Regions from separate parts of the Mus musculus genome. Here region 1 is linked to region 2. A link is a contact called in public HiChIP or PLAC-seq data. All regions are on one chromosome and are shown on one strand. The core of a region is the stretch at or near the end of the contact, and the rest is flanking DNA. Distances in the headings are between cores, read along the strand shown.

What was found. HiChIP or PLAC-seq counts read pairs in DNA pulled down with a chosen protein or histone mark.
Region 1: an H3K4me3 HiChIP or PLAC-seq map of forebrain shows a contact between it and region 2, with 5 times the contacts expected there. The contact joins the enhancer-like site here to the promoter of Mpped1 in region 2. A contact is called at or near these places in 8 of 39 promoter capture datasets (embryonic stem cells, epiblast stem cells, hippocampal neurons and 2 more), 1 of 15 datasets of contacts at CTCF or cohesin (stem cell-derived epiblast-like cells), 4 of 484 Hi-C or Micro-C datasets (cerebellum, cortical neurons and nephron progenitors), 8 of 115 datasets of contacts at active chromatin or transcription factors (SST interneurons, embryonic basal ganglia, embryonic forebrain and 5 more) and 1 of 9 other capture datasets (adipose tissue).

The regions. Positions count from the first base shown.
Region 1 is chr15:83,995,978-83,999,880 of GRCm38.p6, forward strand. The region is part of intron 6 of Efcab6 (EF-hand calcium binding domain 6); the gene reads right to left. Among named protein-coding and RNA genes, the nearest start is that of Efcab6, 67 kb to the right of the region's middle. Within about 2 kb of position 2,209, at least 33 of the 459 cell types and tissues checked have an H3K27ac peak or open chromatin away from gene starts, as enhancers often do. A contact at or near this core is called in SST interneurons, cortical neurons, embryonic basal ganglia and 1 more, where this site is marked.
Region 2 is chr15:83,778,576-83,782,655 of GRCm38.p6, forward strand. It overlaps Mpped1 (metallophosphoesterase domain containing 1), which reads left to right and starts at 1,448. Exons shown (of 7, transcript NM_172610.3): 1 at 1,448-1,532.

The sequences.
Region 1 (3,903 bases), core at 959-3,458, 220 kb after region 2:
GTTTAGTTAGCTGTTGGACAGATGATGGATAAGTGGAGGATGGATGACAGATGAGTGTATGGGTAGGCGGATGGACAGATGGACTGGTAGCTGGGACGATGGACAATGGCTGACTATATGTATGTATGTGTGCATGTATGTATGTTTGTATGTGCATGTATGTATATACGTATGTATTATGGCTTAGGTAGGTAGATAGGTGAACAGATGGATTTGTGGGTAGATTAATAGTGGCTAGCTGCCTGGCTGGCTGGCTGGCTGATGGATGGGTGTGTGGGTGGAATGACAGGTAATGGCTGGCTGACTAGATAAATGGAGGATGGATGGATGATATACAGGCAAGTGGATGTACTGGTGGATAATGGTTGGCTGGCTGGCTGACTGGCCAGATGGATGGATGAGTGAATGGGTGGGTGATGGGCAGGTGATTGAGACACACATAAGGTATAATCTGGGTGATCTAAGGGGATCTTGGAGAGGTGTGTGGCAGACAGGCGTTTTACTTCCATTACGGGGATCTGCCCAGCATCCTCTGGTAGAGGAACTGAGGGAAGGTCTGGAAGAGGGGCCCAGTAATGCAATCTGTCTCCCTGGTGTGGACGGTATGTGCACACCTGAAGTCTCTGGGTTGAGCAGACACCAGGAAAGGTGGCAATCTGTGCTGTGCTGCTCCTCTGGGACTGCAGGTCACATGAGGGTACCAAGCATCAGGGGCATATAGGGTACACCACCAGGCATGGGAGGTGAGGAGGTCAGAGAGGACAGGATTAGGCACCCACACTATTTTGAGGCTCCCCAAACAAGACCTGAGAACACGAGGAACACATGTGAGAGACAGGACAGGCAGAAGCCAGCCCAGGAGGGCATCCTGAGCTGCTATGTGACCGAGACCTCTAACTCCAGGGCCTGCACTGGCCTGGCTTTTGCCTCCATGTGATCCTGCCAAAGGCATCCCTCAGTGACAGAAAGGGGAGCTCTGTGTGGGCCTGCAGAGCAGCGTGAGGAGGAAAATCCAACTGCTTCCTATTTGTCCCCCACTGAGCTGCGACAGTTCCATAAACTGCCTGCAGTGGATGCGTTATTACTCGTTATTACTCTGCGGGGCTTTGTTCCAAATGCTTTGTACACAGTATGAGCTCTGGGAAGAAAAGCCGCAAGCCCAAATAAATACGGCCACCCAGACTTTAGTGTGTGTGAGTGTATGAGTATGAGTGTGTGTGTGTGAGAGAGAGAGAGACAGAGAGACAGAGAGAGAGAGACAGAGAGAGACACACACAGAGAGAGAGAGAGAGAGAGAGAGAGAGAGAGAGAGAGTGACAGACAGACAGACAGAGAAGAGGTATGGAGAGGCCAGAGGACACCTCAAAGTGTCACTACGCAGGAGCCATTCATTTTGGACTTTGAGAAAGGGCCTCTCACTGGCCTGGGACTAGCAGGCCCATGAGCCTGAAGGATCCACCTATCTCTGCTTGGCCAGGACTGGGTCTACACGCACATATCATCCAACCTAGCTGTAAGCACCCAGACTTTCAGGGGCAGAGAACAGAAACTTTGCTTTCTGAAGCCTCGACTCACTCTACCAGCCTGGTTATGAGGAGGCCATTCTAGAACAACACTGGAGACTACTGAATCCTTCCCAGCTCTCTGACCTCCTGGCCAACAGGTCCCTCTGCTGGAGACACCTCCTCCTGCCTAGCTCTGACAGAAGGGGGTCAAGAACTGCATACAAAGAAGCACGGAGGCACACACACACACACATACACACACACACTCATAAGCATGGGCGTGAGGGGACAGCCTGCAGTCTGAGCCCCACAGCAGGGAGCTGCTACTACCCCAATCTTGGCTCTCTGCAGAGTGCAAGAGAGTGCTCAGCAGCCACTGCTGTCTGTCTGCCACCTTTCTGTCACCGCCACCAAACTCGTTTCAAATTGAACAAGTGAACATTTTGAAATGAGACTCCACTCCACCCCACCCCCCCCCCCAACAAAAAAAAAGGATGCCTCTCACAATAAACACATCAATGCTCATTTTCCTTATTATTCTACTTTTGGCTATTTTGTATAAAATCTTTAATTAAAGTTTTTCTTTGAAATTGTCATTATCAACCCAGAAGAAAGGACGGGGGAAGAAAGAAACAACACAGCTGTGCAGCTATGAAGCGCTACTCGGGGCGAAATGAACTGGAACGGAGTAGGCGCTTGACTGTTATGTTCGGAGTTTTGGCTCCACGTTCTCAGCCACGCAGTCTGACTTGTCACTTTATATGGGTTCCATCTGTTTACACTCTGAGGAGTATTGGCTTCCCACCGTGAACATTTCCTATTTACCAGCTGGTAGAGATGAGCCAAACCAGATAGGAAAAAATTAGACCGCATTCAGAGCCTCATAAACACAGACTCTCGACTCAGGGACGTGCGCGCGGGGGAGCAGCGGCCGGCCAGGCATCGCTCACCTCTAACAAAGCCCTCCTCTCTCCCTGCCTGTCTGCCTGAGTCCCTGGGCTCTGCTCACTCTGGCGATCACTCCCTCCTCCCTCCTCCCTCCTCCCTCCTTCCTCCCCCCACCCCCTCGCCCCACCCCCCACCGTGGGCCCAACACGTTGCATACCCTGATTCTACCCAAACTGAACAAGCTTACATAAAAAGACATCTGAATGGGATCCACGGAAATGGAGAAAAGAGAGCAGACAAAAAGAGAAACGCAAATCAACGAAACCCAGAAGTTGCAGCTCCTCAGATGGAACAAAGACCTGGTTCTGGGTGTCCCCATAGAGGTATAAGGAGGGAGGCTGGAGGCCATGCACTCTGCAGCCACGCACAGAGCCTGCACTTCATCTCCATTGCTAAGGCATTCACCCAAGACGATGGCTTGGAAGACCCATGACAAGAAGCCCACGCCTGTCTACCGAGGGACTCCAGGGTGCCAGGTCCCCAGGAAACATTCCCCCTTTCTCTTCTCTTTCTCTTCCTTCTCCTTCTTTTAAAAGGTTGTTGCTGTTGTTTTTGTTGTTGTTGATGATGATGATGTTAAAACACAGTCTCATTATGTAACCCTTGGCAGGCTTGTAAGTTGTAATAGAGACCTGACCTTGAACTAACAGCAATCCCCCTGTCTCTGCCTCCTGAGCCCTGGCATTAAAAGCAAGCACCACTATGCCTGGTTTCCTTTCTCACCATGCCTACATTTAGGGTAGTATCTCTACCCAGGCAGAGAACCCCAGCTCATTCAGGACACAGCTTCACAGCATGGCAGACTGGGCTGCCACCATACTGGCATCCACTCTTGGCAGCGTGTCATTGGAGAAGGCTCTGCTCAGAAGCAAGCAAGCACACCCAAGGGGGCTCTCGGGAAAAGTTTGCTGATGGGGCCAGCACTGGGTGCTGCCAAGACTTGAGCCAGTCTAACGTCCTGAATATGAGAAGTTCTGAATCCTGTCAAGAACAGACAAGGACAAGCCCTGTCACCTCCCCCAGCATGTCCAAGCAGTTCCTCTGCCTGCCAGCTCCTGGGCAGCACACAGAAAGCAAGAGTGATGCCCAGGCAATGCCTGGGTCTCTGCAGTGATGTTTGTGTCTCTGGAGAAATGCCTGGGTCTCTACAGTGATGCCTGGGTCTCTGCAGTGATGCTTGAGTCTCTGGAGAGATGCCTGGATCTCTGCAGTGATACCTATGTCTCTGCAGAGATGCCTGGGTCTCTATGGTGATGTTGGGTATATACAGAGATGCCTGGGTCTCTGCAGTGATGTTGGGTCTCTGCAGAGATGCCTGAGTCTTTGCAGAGATGCCTGGATCTCTGCAGTGATTCCTGGGTCTCTACAGTGATGTTGAGTCTCTGCAGTGATTCCTGGGTCTCTGCAGTGATGTTGGGTCTCTGCAGAGATGCCTGAGTCTATACAGTGA
Region 2 (4,080 bases), core at 198-2,697:
AGCACAAAGTGGTGTTGTAGTCTTAGGAGGGAAGGGTCTACAGGGTGAGTTATGGGGTCCCACTGGGAGAGAGCTCTGCACCATCAGTTTCTCCTCCTTAGCCTCTTCCTAACCAGACCTACTCCCTGTCTGGGATGCTGGAATGAGTTCTCTCAAAGCACAAGCTTGGTCATAGCAAGGCCTGGCCATAACCTTCAACGGCTCCCTAACACCCTAGCAAACTCCATGGGCTTAGCCAAGCGCCCAAGAACCTTACCTCCATTTCTTTTTCTTCTAGCTCCACAGAGCCTCAGCATCCCACCCTGCCCAGGACCCTGGCCTGTACCAGCCTCTATCTAGAAGGGTTTTTTTCCCCAGCCTGGGCATGATCTTACCCCATGTAGCATCTCCACTTTCAGGAAGCCACCCCAGGTGGCTGTCCCCTCTTCCCACACGTGCCATATCTCCCTCTGCCTCTCTCACAAGACTGGGTTCTCCTTCAGAGCAACCCAAGCCCCAAGTGCCAACTGAGGTGCCCTTGCGGGTCTGACCCTAATCATCTGAGAGAGATGGTAGGCTCTGTGATAAGCAAGTAGAACCCACAAATACTGGTTAAGGGATGTTGGGTGGACTTCCCTCCTAAGTTCCATTGTGGGGAGAGGCCCAGGACAGAGCTAGGCCCTGTGGACTCCTTTTTATCCTGGTCAGGGGTCGGGGGTCTTTGGCCTCTCAAACTTTGCACTGGAGAGACCTCTATGTCTCATTCTCTCTGCCTCCCGGGACAGGGCCTCCTGGAAACCTAGCACTAGGTCCTCTGCCTTCCAGACTGGCTTACCTGCCCGTACTGGGTTTCTAGGTGAGGCCACTGTGGGCCACCCAGGAGACCAGGCTGGGAGACCGGGAGTCAGAAGGGGCTCAACAAGAGGACCCTGGCCTGATCCAGTTGAGGGAGGGGGAGGTGTCCGCATCTCTCTATGGACAGAGACCCCGGTGGCCCCAGGTTGGGGTCCTAACCGCGGAGCGGGTGCCCGGGCACCGAGAAGGAGCCACGCATGCCCCTGCACGCGGTGCCTAGCGCGGCGCGCGGCTCCGGAGGTGAGGGCGCCCCGCCCCGCTCCCCTCTCCAGGCGCTCGGCGGCCGGGGCTAGGGGCTGCGTGGAGAGGGCGCGGGGCGGCCCCTGAGCGGCGGGATGCGGGCTCCCGGCCCGGGAGGGCGCCGAGGCCCCAGGCGCGGCCGGGGCGGCCGGGACCCGGGCGGGAGGGCGCGCGGGGCCGGGGCCCGAGGCCGCGATCGCGCTCCTGCGGGGCCCGGGCGCGCGGGCGGAGCGGCGCGGCGGCGCGCGGGGCCGGGGCGGCGCGGAGCCGGGCGGGGGAGGGGGAGGGGGCGCGGGGAGCCCCCCGCCCCGCGAAGGAGGAGTCTGGCTCCCACTCGCAGCCTCGGCCGCGCGGCGCAGAGGCCCCCGCCCCTGCGCGCCGCCCTCGCGGGAGCCGGGCCCCCGCCGCCCTCCGCGCGCGCTGCTGCTCGCGGCCGCCGAAGAGGAGCCCGGGGCCAGGTAGGACCCGGCCGGGCCGGGAGTGCGAGCGGGGCTGGGCGCGGGCGGCGGGCCGGAGGGGGCGCGGCTGGGACCCTGTCCCCGCACCCGGGGGGCCCCGCGGCGCCCGTAAAGTTACTTTGGCCGCCTCTGCCTTGCCCCGGGCGCGCGGCCCCGGGTCGGCTACCGCCGCTGCGCAGCCAGCGGGGCCGGGGCTGGCGGGAGGGGGCTCGGCCGGGGCCGCGCGGTCAGCGAAACTTTTCCCAGGCTGGTCGACTGCCGCTGACTGCTGTTGGAGTAGCCGGTGGGAGGAGAGGGCTGGTGGGGTGCAAGTGATGATGGGGGTGGTAACAATAGCCACCTCCTGTTGTGGAGAGCCTACTGTGTGCTGCCAGCCTCTGCTGACACTTGGAGGTGAGGGGTGAGAAGGGGACGGATGCTGGTCAAGTGGCTACTTTTGCTGGGTATTGCCGGGAACTTCACTAACACCCATGTGTCGTCCATTCATCCACCCATCTATCAATCCATCATCCTTCCTTCACTCATTCAACACACTTACTGCTCTCTGCTGTGCCCCCTCAGAGGCTTCAGTGACTAATCAGACAGCACCCAGTCCTTCAGGACAGTATTTCATGGAGTGCCCAAGCCGAAAGGTGCCTCTGTGTGTTTATTTTGGGACATGCTACGGGAGAGAGAATTCAAACACAGCCTTCCTGGGTTTAGGCAGGGGCAGAGGAGTGATGTTATGTGAAAGAGACTAGGAGGCCAGTCTTAGGGGTTGGAGACTCCATCCTCTCTTGACCCTCTGGGCCCAGGCTCAGTGGTTCATTGAGGTCAGGACACAGAGCACATTGGACCTGGATGTCCAGCTAGTCTGGCAGGATTGTCTCCTCCTCACTACTGGACTGTCCCCTCTCCTTCAGCATCCTTTCAGAATTGCAGCCCTCCCCCCCCCCACTTCTTCCCCTGAATGGCTGGGAGGAGAACGAACTGTTAACAATTATAAAATTAAACCCGGCGAACAAAAGTGAGGCACCATTGAATGGTTGGGCTCCTTGCCGGTTTATGAATGGTTGTGGCAGACTTGCTAGCAGGGATCAGCTACATTAGGGGGGTGTTGGGGGTGGGGATCAGTCACTAACCATATTAACACCCCAACTAGCCTTGGCCAAAGGAAAATTAAAACAACTTCAGTAGTATTTGGCACATGACTAAAAATGCCTTGGGGGGAGTCTGGACAGGCTTTGGGGTGACTGCTCCATCTCAGCTAGAAGCCAAGGCATTAGGAGACCATCTGGGTAGGGTACCCAGGCAGAGGAGAACACCAGGCTTTGGAGCTGGTGGTCACAGGGAGGCGTCTGGAATGAGTCGAGGCGCAGTCTGCAGGGGACTGCTCTGTGGGAGCATGCATACTAATCTGCGCACCACCCGTCTCCCTGCAAATTGGCTTTCCGAGTGGCAGCCCCTCAACACTTATAAAATCCCCTTTTGCTCAAGATGGATTTCAGTGAAATGGTTGTGTCTCTTCCAATTTCTCTGAGAGTTGGAACAGTGTTAATTGGCTCACGGCCGCTCAAAAGACGACGTTTTAGTCTTGAACATCTATGATCGGTGTGTTTGGAAATGGTTCCGAGTAGGGATGCCTTCTGATTCTGCTCCTCAGCCCAAGGAATTTGGGAAGATCTGGAGAGTGAATTAGATTCCTTCACGTTGATGAGGGTCGGCTCCGAGTGAGGTGTGTGCGTGACGCAGCTGAGGTGTGAGCCCTGTGTGGTGTGGTGTTTACGGATGCTCACTCTCACCCAGACTGATGCCTCAAATTTAGGCACCACTGGACCAGGTCTAGGCTTATGCAGGAGACGGCAAATGAGAGCATTTCTCCAAGGGCCCAGTTTGTATCAGGGAGGAGCCCCCCCCCCCCCCCCGCTAGATCCATGGAGCCCGCACTCAAGTAGAGCAGTTTTATAAAAATATTTGGTACACCCATGGGGCTGCTAAATACTTTATCCATCCAAAGTGTGTCCATTTATTCCCTCTTGAACTTGCTACCGTCCACCCAGGCAGTAGCAGCTGGTTTGTCTGTTCATCGAATACAGGACACATCTTCCTCCACTGTCTGAACAACTAAGGATGGAAGATGGATTTCACTGAAGGAGCACATGGAGAATGGGGTATGGTGGGGGTGGGTGGGATTAGCAGGTCCTGGACCTATGGAAAAGAGGAAGCTATTGCCAAAAGGTAGTCGGCCGCGTTTAATCTCTCTGAATGCCTTCGCTCTTCCAACCTCAGGCCTGTGAGTGATCACGAATAGTGGGGTAGAGGAAATGAATGGGCCAGGCAAGACTTCCAACAAGTAAATATGACACACAGAAAAACATGCAATTAGCGGAGGTTAGTGAATGCCTTTCAAGTCCCCAGTGCAGCAGTTAAGGGTGGAGTTTTCTCCCTCATCCCGGAACTGTCTGTCAAAATCCTTGAAGTGATAACGTGACACGTCTCTCCCACTAACCCTCCCTCACCAGAACAAAAAAAAGGGTCTTTGCATGTGGCCTCCCTACAGTATGTTCCT